Regions from separate parts of the Sus scrofa genome. Here regions 2 and 3 are each linked to region 1. Evidence: chromatin contacts called from public Hi-C and promoter capture Hi-C data. All regions are on one chromosome and are shown on one strand. Each heading gives the region's core, a stretch centred on a gene start, on an enhancer-like site or on the middle of the called end of the contact. The rest is flanking DNA. Distances are from core to core; before and after follow the strand shown.

What was found. Promoter capture Hi-C pulls out the DNA fragments that hold promoters and counts their contacts. A called contact is a pair of places that touch in the nucleus more often than the background predicts.
Region 2: a contact with region 1 is called in a Hi-C map of skeletal muscle, with 5 times the contacts expected there. The contact joins the promoter of ZNF527 here to the promoter of LOC106510528 in region 1. A contact is called at or near these places in 1 of 5 promoter capture datasets (liver), 2 of 47 Hi-C or Micro-C datasets (heart right ventricle and skeletal muscle) and 1 of 2 datasets of contacts at active chromatin or transcription factors (skeletal muscle).
Region 3: a contact with region 1 is called in a promoter capture Hi-C map of fetal skeletal muscle, with 5 times the contacts expected there. The contact joins the promoter of LOC106510532 here to the promoter of LOC106510528 in region 1. A contact is called at or near these places in 2 of 5 promoter capture datasets (fetal skeletal muscle and liver) and 1 of 47 Hi-C or Micro-C datasets (heart right ventricle).

What each region holds. Positions count from the first base shown.
Region 1 is chr6:45,742,328-45,745,446 of Sscrofa11.1, forward strand. It overlaps LOC106510528 (zinc finger protein 461), which reads left to right and starts at 1,517. Exons shown (of 4, transcript XM_021097140.1): 1 at 1,517-1,663. The coding sequence starts at 1,655.
Region 2 is chr6:46,302,714-46,305,930 of Sscrofa11.1, forward strand. It overlaps ZNF527 (zinc finger protein 527), which reads left to right and starts at 1,321. Exons shown (of 5, transcript XM_013998435.2): 1 at 1,321-1,531.
Region 3 is chr6:46,611,751-46,615,077 of Sscrofa11.1, forward strand. It overlaps LOC106510532 (zinc finger protein 345), which reads right to left and starts at 1,629. Exons shown (of 3, transcript XM_013998463.2): 1 at 1,511-1,629; 2 at 547-621. It overlaps LOC102164415 (zinc finger protein 420-like), which reads right to left and starts at 1,568. Exons shown (of 11, transcript XM_021097540.1): 1 at 1,511-1,568; 2 at 547-621. The coding sequence starts at 579.

The DNA of each region.
Region 1 (3,119 bases), core at 267-2,766:
GAAATTAAAAAAAAAAAGTCATGGTCATTTTGCTTTTTATTTATTTTTTTGTCTTTCGTTTTTTGAGGGCCAAACCCGCGGCATATGGAGGATCCAGGCCAGGGGTCTAATCAGAGCTGTAGCCACTGGCCTACGCCAGAGCCACAGCAACACGAGATCTGAGCCACAGCAACACCGGATCCTTAAACCACCAACCGAGGTCAGGGATAGAACCCTCAACCTCATGGTTCCTAGTCGGATTCATTAACCACTGAGCCACTATGGGAATTCCCATCATTGTCTTTTTATAGGTAGTAAACTCAATCTCACACACTTGTAATACTGCAGTCTCTCATGTAGTTACTAATATAAAATCACAACCATATACACTATCTCTATCAAGATTTTAACTTACATAAGTTGCCTTCTAACACACACAAAAATGTATCTACCAAATCTCTCATGTGATCTCCTACCCAATCATACTCAGTTAAAATATCAAACTCAAATCACAGCATTATACTCACTCACTGAACATATATTTTCACTGTCATAAAATTCATCCAGAGATTTGGCTCTAGTCACAAACCACTTTCACAAACTTCGTACGTTTCACTCAACACTCTCTCCCAGTGATAGTCTCAAGTGCACACCATCTCACACATATGATCAAGAATCGACAAAGAAACACAATCCCATGTTCTCACAGATACATTTCCTCACACAAGAGATAGGGTTTCTGGCCTCTCAGCAAGGTTAAAAATCTTTACCATAGATTTGTCCCTTCTGGCAGTTAATCTGTACTAGTTTCCACCCCTCTCAGTTAATTCCAGTCTCTCATGCACACTTAGACACACAGTATCACCTCACAACCCCCCCCTCCCCTCCACCGCCAAGATAAGGCTCAGAACCAGTTCACCCTTCACCAGGAATCTGTGATTCATCCATTCGGTGCCTCCTAGTCCTAAGAGACAAGCTTCCTCCCTTCTCTAGTGAAATTCACCCGCGGACACTCGCCACAGCCAAATCCTCCCAGTAGTCACAGGTAGACCTGGCACACTGAATGTTACAAGGTCATTGCCTGTGTAACCGCGCCACCCGCAATCATGAGTAACCAATCACTGTCTCAAGCGCATACCTAAATCACATCACATTATGCCACCACACAAACACTGCGCGTGGCCAAGCTCACCGCCTAAACCTATACAAGTATGCACCACATCCGCTTTCACATACGAGTTTTCTCACGCTTGACACCCTCCACTCGCTGTCACATAATCCTCTCCCTCTCGATCTGACGCGCTTTCGGATACGTGGACAGAAAACACATCCAGCATAGCAACCGCACAGCAGAGGCTGAAGCTCTCTGCATCAGATCCGAGTTTGCGCCCCTCAGTTGGGCGGTGGTGGCATCTCTCATAGCCTCATTGAAAGCGCGCAGGTGCGGCAGGAAGTCTGGCGGAAGATCTACCTACTTCGCTAGCCTCCCAGGCTCCTTGCTCGCGGACTACGTTTCCCAGAGCCCACAGCGCGCCAGAGCTACTTCCGGTAGGAACGTCGGGTGAATGGTCAGCGGCAGAGGCGGTTGAGGGCTTCCCAGGACGGGTTCAGTAGGCAGGGCTCTGCGTGGGTCCTGGAATTCGAGTCAGAGCTTGGACCAGAGCTCCTCCTGAGGATGCTGAAGGTAACGAATCCTGTCGCCCCAGGACTGGCAAGAGGAGTGTCTGGAGTGTTAGGTTTCTAAGTGCAGGAGCAACCGGAGGGAGGGATTAGGATGTGGGTGTGTGACGGAAATTAGTCTCCGGACTAAGTGTATTTGGCTGTTGTGACAGCTCCTGGAGTCATGCTTTTGTGACAGTGTAATTGTGTGCATGGGCATATGTGTAAATGACGTTTGTGTTTGTGACCATGATTGCAATTGGCTCTTTGTGTAAGCCCCATTTATTTATATAAAAGAAAAGCACATTTACACAAACCCTTACAACCACGCAACGAAGTAGTTAGGGAGACATTCCAGTAGTCACCTGTGGATTCATACACGCGTCATAAAACCAAAATCACATAAGCTACCCCATGTTTATTATCACAAAACTTCAGGCAAAGCGACATATATTATAGCAACAGCAAGTAATGAAAACAAAAAAACTACTCTTGGAGTTCTCTTATGGCTCATCAGGTTAAGGATCCAACTGCACTATCACCTTGCAGTGGCTTGGGTCACTCCTGTGACCCGGGTTCGATCCCTGGCCTAGGAACTTGCACATGTCACAGGCGCAGCCAAAAAACAAACAAGCACTACCCTTGCCAACTTAGTCTACTTCCTCAACTGAAGAGCTCTCACAGGATCTGAAGAGCTCACACAAGAATCATAGAAATAGAGAACATAACATAGAGCAGAAACTTATGACCTAGAACATAGAAACATAGCTCACACAATCATAGAAATGTAGTCTCCACGGCTCTGGCTACTGCATATCACACTCAAAAGTCACACAAAGTTTGAGCTGCAGGAAAAGCCTGTTATCTCATAATTTTTCTCTGCCTCACTATTTCTGCCATTCCCCTTAGAAACACCTCGAATGGGGAGTTCCCGTCGTGGCGCAGTGGTTAACGAATCCAACTAGGAACCATGAGGTTTCGGGTTCGATCCCTGCCCTTGCTCAGTGGGTTAACCATCCAGCGGTGCCATGAGCTGTGGTGTAGGTCGCAGACGTGGCTCGGATCCCGCGTTGCTGTGGCTCTGGTGTAGGCTGGCAGCTACAGCTCCGATTAGACCCCTAGCCTGGGAACCTCCCATATACCGTGGGAACGGCCCAAGAAATGGCACAAAGACCAAAAAAACCCCACCTCAAATGGGCTAAAAGAATAGCACTGTTGCATGTACAAAAAGTGTCTAAGATTATTGAGTGCTGCTTCTTCCCTGAAATGTTCATATTAACCTTCAAAAATTCCTTTGTTATGGGAGTTCCATTGTGGCTCAGCAGTAAGGAACCTGACCAGTATCCTTGAGGATGTGGGTTCAATCCCTGGCCTTGCTCAGTGAGTTAAGGATCTGGCGTCGCCTTGAGCTGTGGTATAGGAGTCAGACATGGCTGGGATCCTGCATGGCTGGGGCTGTGGTGTAGGTCGGCATCTGTAGC
Region 2 (3,217 bases), core at 71-2,570, 560 kb after region 1:
ATGGTTCCTTTTTGTGGAGAGTGATATTTAGAAACCAAGATCTAGGTGATAGATGTGGCCACTGCTCTAAGGCCATCGCTGTCGACAGAGCTAGAAAATTTATATCTGTGTATATACAAACATGTCTGTCTAAAAAAAATTATCAGTTCATATGGATATCTCTAGTTCCAATCTAATATCATGAAGTTCACTTTAACCTTCCTTCTTCACACATTTGTAACTCTTGTCCTTCTGTGGACAGTTTTCTTAAAGCTGGGCCACAATTAGTTGTAAAGTGAAAAGGTAGAAACAGCAACAAAAGAAACCACCAAGCTATTGGCTACATCATAAATGCCTTTGCAAAAAAAAAAAAAAAAAAAAAGAGAGAGAGAGAGAGAAAAAGAAAGAAAGAGTTCCCTGTCATGAGGTTGCAGGTTCAATCCCTGGCCTCACTCAGTGGGTTAAGGATCCGGTATTGCCAGGAGCTGTGGTGTAGATCTCAGACGTGGCTTGGATCTGGAGTTGCTGTGGCTGTGGTGTAGGCCGGCGGATACAGCTCCTATTCCACCCCTAGCCTGGAAACCTCCATATGCTGCAGATGCGGTCCTAAAAAGACAGAAGACAAAAAAAAAAAAAAAAAAAAAAAAAAAAAAAAGGCTTTGGTGCAAATAAGCATTTTCCTACAATTAGAATCTAGTTGCCCTCCAGTGCCTGGTATCACATTAACAGCAAGAAGAGAAGGGATATAAAAAAGAGGATAGCAATGACTCTGCCCATGGCCAGGGGTGAGAGGTGGGAGAACAGTTACACCTGGAGTCGGGTACACAGAGACACACAAAGACCTCTATCACGGACTCAATCCTAAAGACAAACCTAGAAACAAAGCTTCATCGCCCGTTATCAGTAAACTGCGATCTCTGGGATAAGAACACACTTACAGAAACGTCATGGCCAAAGCCTGCCACAGACCCTTACATACCCAACAATCACTCTCCCATTCTTGGCATCACAGACCGACGATCTGTCACACAGCGACCTATCACAGGATGTGATCTAAAATACAGAGGCTCACTACACTGACAGCTCGTCGCCCAGACGTGCGCAAGCACAAGTGTGCATCGAGAGTTACACACAAACCGCCACACCCAGGGATTCAATAACAGTCACGGACCAGCGCAGCTCCACCAGTCCCTCACACAGACGCCCATGGTCACTTGAGTGCCCAAATCGCCCAGGGTCACACAATGTTCTGGTCTCCGCACCTGAGGCAGCTTCCGCCTGTAGCGCAGGCGCGCTCGGGGCCCTCTGGGAAATGTAGTTCATTCTGCAAATAGGCCGAGACGCAAAGCGTTCTGGGGCTCGTGGTCCTCAGGGTCTGAAGGAAAAGCTACGTCGCTACGACCAGGTTCCCGTATTTGCATGTTTTCCCAGCCGAAGTCAGGGTGCCCCGCGCCTCAGTCCCCGCCCCGCTCCGCCCCGCGGGGTATCCTGGGAGGCTACGTTGCGAGTCTCGGGTCGCTGGGCGGGTTTCCAGAGCCAGCGGCGCTGGGAGGTGAGTGGGGCCTGGCTGCGCGCGAGAGCTGGCGGTCAGGGCCGGGCTTGGAGTGGACCAGTAGGGGCTGGGATGGGGACCAGGCGGGTGCCTTTGGGGAGACCGTGTGTCACCAAGTATAGCTACGTGAGAGGCTGGGGGTGTGACAGTGTGTTCTTCTATGCCACCAAGTGTATGATTGTGCGCGACTGTGACCCGTCTGTCTGGTGTAAAACTCTATGTGTGCGTTTATGTGGGTCTCTCTCTGCAGGTGCTGTTGTGCATAGATTTGTGAGACACTGGGTGTGACATGGTGTGTGTGTCGCCATGTGGATGTGTGTGAATGATTATGTTAGATCACTTGTCTCTGTGGAGATAAGTGCGTTTGAATGTGTGTGACAGAAGGTGTGATTTTGTGCCCATGACCATCTACCTCTGCAGGTATAATTTTGTATGAGTAATTGTGGCAGGATGTGTGACCTTTTGTGGTATGTCACTGTGTATGAGGTTGTGTGTGATTGTCTCTCTGTTGGAGTGCTTGCGTATCATCATCTCTGTCTTTGTGTTTATGCCACTGTGTATGTGTGTAACATTGCAGGTGTGATTGTGTAACCAAGTATATGTGTGTGATCAGGTGAGAATTTGTATGTTTGTGTGAAACCTACTGTGTGATTATGAGGCACAGTAGATTATGGTAGGATTAAAATTACTCACCCACGTTGGTACAGTTTACTAAGAGACAGATCTGGGACTTAAACCCACGCTATTTGGCCCCAGCATCCTTGCTTTTAAGTACTAAACTCCCTTGATCTTTCCCATGTTGTGATAGCAAAAGATGGGGCCCCTAGTTTCTGAGGGTGTTGTGTAGAGGATTGTCTGTGCTTTCTGGATCTGGAACTTTAATCTGAGTCTCTTCAGTCCCTTTGAGAGTCACAGAACCCCATGTAAAGACATTGTGGTGAGATCGTCGTCATACTGGCTGCTTTTGGGGGCGAAAAGCCCAATCTGGAAACCCCGGCTTCCTCTCTTTAGGAAGCCATGGAGTTTGAGATTTATTTTTTATTTTTATATTTGTTCTTGTCAAAACTCTTCCATGGTTGGTGCTGAGAAAGGCATGGCTCCTTTAATCGAGTACCAAGTGAACTAAGTTTTTGGTTTTGACTTTTTCTCTTAATAAAGAAAAGTGTTCTCATTTCTTTTTCACATGTGTGTGTAGAATCGAAGCGGCAACAAGAGTGGCCCTTCTCTATGCCAGGAGTTGGCTCATGCAACTCCTGGCATAGAGAGTAGTGAGGAAAGAAAAGCTGTGACAGTCGGACAGTGAGGGAAGCAGTGGAGATTCAGTGTGCCTCTGGGGGCTAGATAAAGCCCAAGTCTTTTCCATCACTTTCTTTCAGAGACTGATGGTTCCTCTCAAATTTGAAAAATAGTATTCAAGAGATACACAGCCATTTGGAACAGCAATTTAGAAGGTATTTCTTTTATGTTGATGCTACTTAGAGTTCTCAGATGCTGAGAGAGGACTCCACTGATTCTCCTCTCAGGTTGCAAAGGCTTTTATGGACAATTTCAAGCTGCATTACGCTATGGAAATAATTTTCTTAGAGATTGAGTTGGCTAGTGCAGAGTAGCCCAGAATTAGAGGGTTGTATATCTTAAATTCCAAGTCAAACGCAACTATCCTTGTTTTCAGAATGAAGGAATGCT
Region 3 (3,327 bases), core at 379-2,878, 870 kb after region 1:
TTAAATGGCATGTGTGTATCTAATTTGAAATTTAAAAAATAAGCCATAGGCATTTCAAATAAATATGTACCTCTAAAAATGTGTCCAATATTAAATTATGTGGGGAAAATATAATTTTATGTAAAAATGAAGGTTATAAAATAGTAAATGCTGAATAAATTCAATTTTTTAAAATCACATTTTATATATGTACATAAAACATGCTGAGAAAAAAATATCAAAATGTTGCCATTAGTTTTAGGTAGGAATTTAAATTTTCTTCATTGGGGATTGCCATACTTTTGAAATTATTTAAAACAATCATGTTTTAATTTTATATTAAAAAAGAAATAGTTGGGTTTTTTTAAGACAGCTGGAGAAAAAATTAAACCATTTGACAAATTAGAAAGAGAAAGGTGCATGTGTGAATGGGGGTTTGGTTTAAATCACATTTCACACATGAAAAATTCCGGGGATCAGGTCATCTGATAGGCAAGAATTTTCAAGAGGAGGAAAGCCAGTTACATACTGACAAAGAAAAGAGGATTTCAAGAAACGACAAGCTACCTTGCAGGTGCCTTGAGGATGTTCAACAGCCATTCTCTACTCCACTCTGGAAGATTCTATTCAAGCAGAGCAGAGCTGAGGAGGGAAAAAGGAGTCAGGAGAAACCAGGCTCTTCTGGAAGCCCCAAGTCAAATTACCGCCCATCACCTACAGATGTAGGTCAGACAAAGCTCGGGCGTCCTGCTCAATACCACCATTACAGACAAGAGCAGGGTCATTTGCAGTTCTGGGCAGAATCTGTCCCTGAGCTAACAAAGGTCTCCGGGGAACAGAGCGCTGGAGTCATAGAGGCTCCAAGACAAAGACGCCCCACACCTACAGTGCTAGATGGATACACATAATCATACAAACTCACACTACGGGGACACAGGCACCTCAGACCTCCAACACAATGGGCTGCAGACAGCCACACAATTACACACACCACAGGGCAGTCCGTCAGAACAGCAGAGTCACAGGCACACCACATTCTCACATACCCAGTGACACCTACCACGGGGACACAATGGCAACAAATTCACATGCATCCTACCACCACAAATCAATCAATCTCTCTCTCTCACACACACACACCCCCCAAGGGGAAACAGCCATAAATCTCACAGGCAAATATCTCTTCCCTCTCTTTAATAAAGTCTTTAATAAAGTCTTCCTCCACACCCGTGGTTCAGCAAATGATCATAATCTCACACACACACACACACACCCCAAAAGGATACACAGTTTTACAACCGCAGTCAAGGAACATCGCACTCTCGTGTCACACCCAGTCATACAAGCACAATCAAAACTGCAAATCAAGCCCGCCTCCCCGCCCTCAGAGTTCGGTACGCGGCCACACAGACACAAAGACACAATCACAGACACATACGCTCCTCACAATCTCCCCTTCTCAACTGACTCCCGTAGAGGCCAGAGGTTCCCGACAGGCGCGGTCCCAACCCCAGGCTCCAGGACATCTCACCTACTATTCCTCTGGTCTGGTCAGCACGGCTCCACTCTACTTAAATTGAGCCTAGCAGCTCTCACAGCACCCCGAAGCCATTTCCCCCAACCCGCCAGAACGCCCCGCCCACTCTCAGCAGCGGGTATAGTTCTCGCGGGAGGGGGCATTAGGCCTAGAGGCCTCTGGGAGATGTAGTCCAGAAGGCGACGGGGGCTAAAAGCTGTCTCCAGTTTATCCAGTTCCCCAGTAGTTAAGAGCTTGGACCTGCAGCGTACGGGAGGCTTCCGCGAGGCTTAGCTGAAAAGAACTCGCTCGACCAAACTTTAGTCAAGCTCCTTTGGGCCCTCTTCTTGACTTAGACCTCGTCCTTGATCTACTGACCCCAGTTCAGCAAGAAAAAAATCCCCCTACCGGATACTTAACCAAATTCCTCTTTTTTTTTTGCATCCACTCCATCACCCTGACCATTGGCTATTAATCCCCGGTTACTGTTATAGACCAAGTTGGGTTCAGTATCTCTTCCCTATCTTTAATAAAGTCTTCAATAAAATCTTCCTTATGTGACTGTCGGCTGCAACTTTCACACAGCCCGGCCTCAGAGTATGGCTCTCAGGTTTTGGGCGCTCACCGTGCAACATGCTGGGTCCCATGGCCTCCTGGGATATGTAGTCCAGGACTTTGCCAGTGGCCAAAGGGATTGCGTTCCCTAGGCGCTAAAGTGGGGCCTGATCTCTGTTAAATAAATGCTCAAGACGCTGCTTAGAATTATGCTTTGCCGCGGGAACGCGCAAATGCTCCCTGGGCAAGTTGCTGTGGAACGTGTTGGGGAGCCAGAAGAGCAAACCGAACGTGAGACCTGAGTGTCTGGGACCAAAGCAGCTTAGGGAGTTAGAAGGGGGGAATCCACAGCTCAGTCATGTACGTGAGAGCGGGCAAAGGAGGGCCCTAGTGTGAGACCATGATGAGATTGCGGGCATGACTACATTTAGGGGTTAGTTGAATTAATGAGGGACAGTATGTGGGTAAAATTGATGAGTGTGAGAGAGAGGTGGGAACAAGATTCTGAGTGGCTTTGGGAGGATGGAGGTTCATATTGTGGACACGTGTGTTTGGGAGTAATTGTGTGTGTGTGTGTCAGGGCAAGATTGTGTGTGGATCTGTGTGTGTTTCAGAACGTGAATGTAGGTCACTGCATGGGTGGATGGGCTAGAGGAGGAAAAGTCCTCTCAGCTTCCATTTCCTCTTCAAATTGTAATAATAAGAGCATGTCGGTGTTCCTGCCATGGCCAGTGGGTTAAGAATCTGGCTGCAGCGGCTATGGTCACTGTTGGAGGTGCCAGTTGGATTCCCATTGGATTCCAGGGTTGCCCCCAGCTAAAAGGGAGGTTGCAGCTCTGGCTCTGTAGCTCAGATTCAATCCCTGACCCAGAAACTTCCATATGCCAAGGGCGCAGACATCAAATTAATAAATACATATAAATGGTATGTTTTAGGAGAAGGGGCTCCATATTGTGATAAGTAACATCTAGCTTTTTGTTTGTTTGTTTGTTTTTTGGTCTTGTCTTTTTAGGACCACATCCACTGCATGTGTAAATTCCCAGGCATATGGAAGTTCCCAGGCTAGGGGTGGAATTGGAGCTGCAGCTTGCAGCTGCCAGCCTACACCACAGCAGTGCTGCAACCCTGTGGTTTCTACAACCCACACCGGAACTTATGGCAACACTGTATCCACAACCCACTGAATGAGGCCAGGGATGGAACCCACATCTTCATGGATACTAGTCATGTTCATTCCTGCCGAGCCACAATGGGAACTCCACCTATAGCATTTTAAT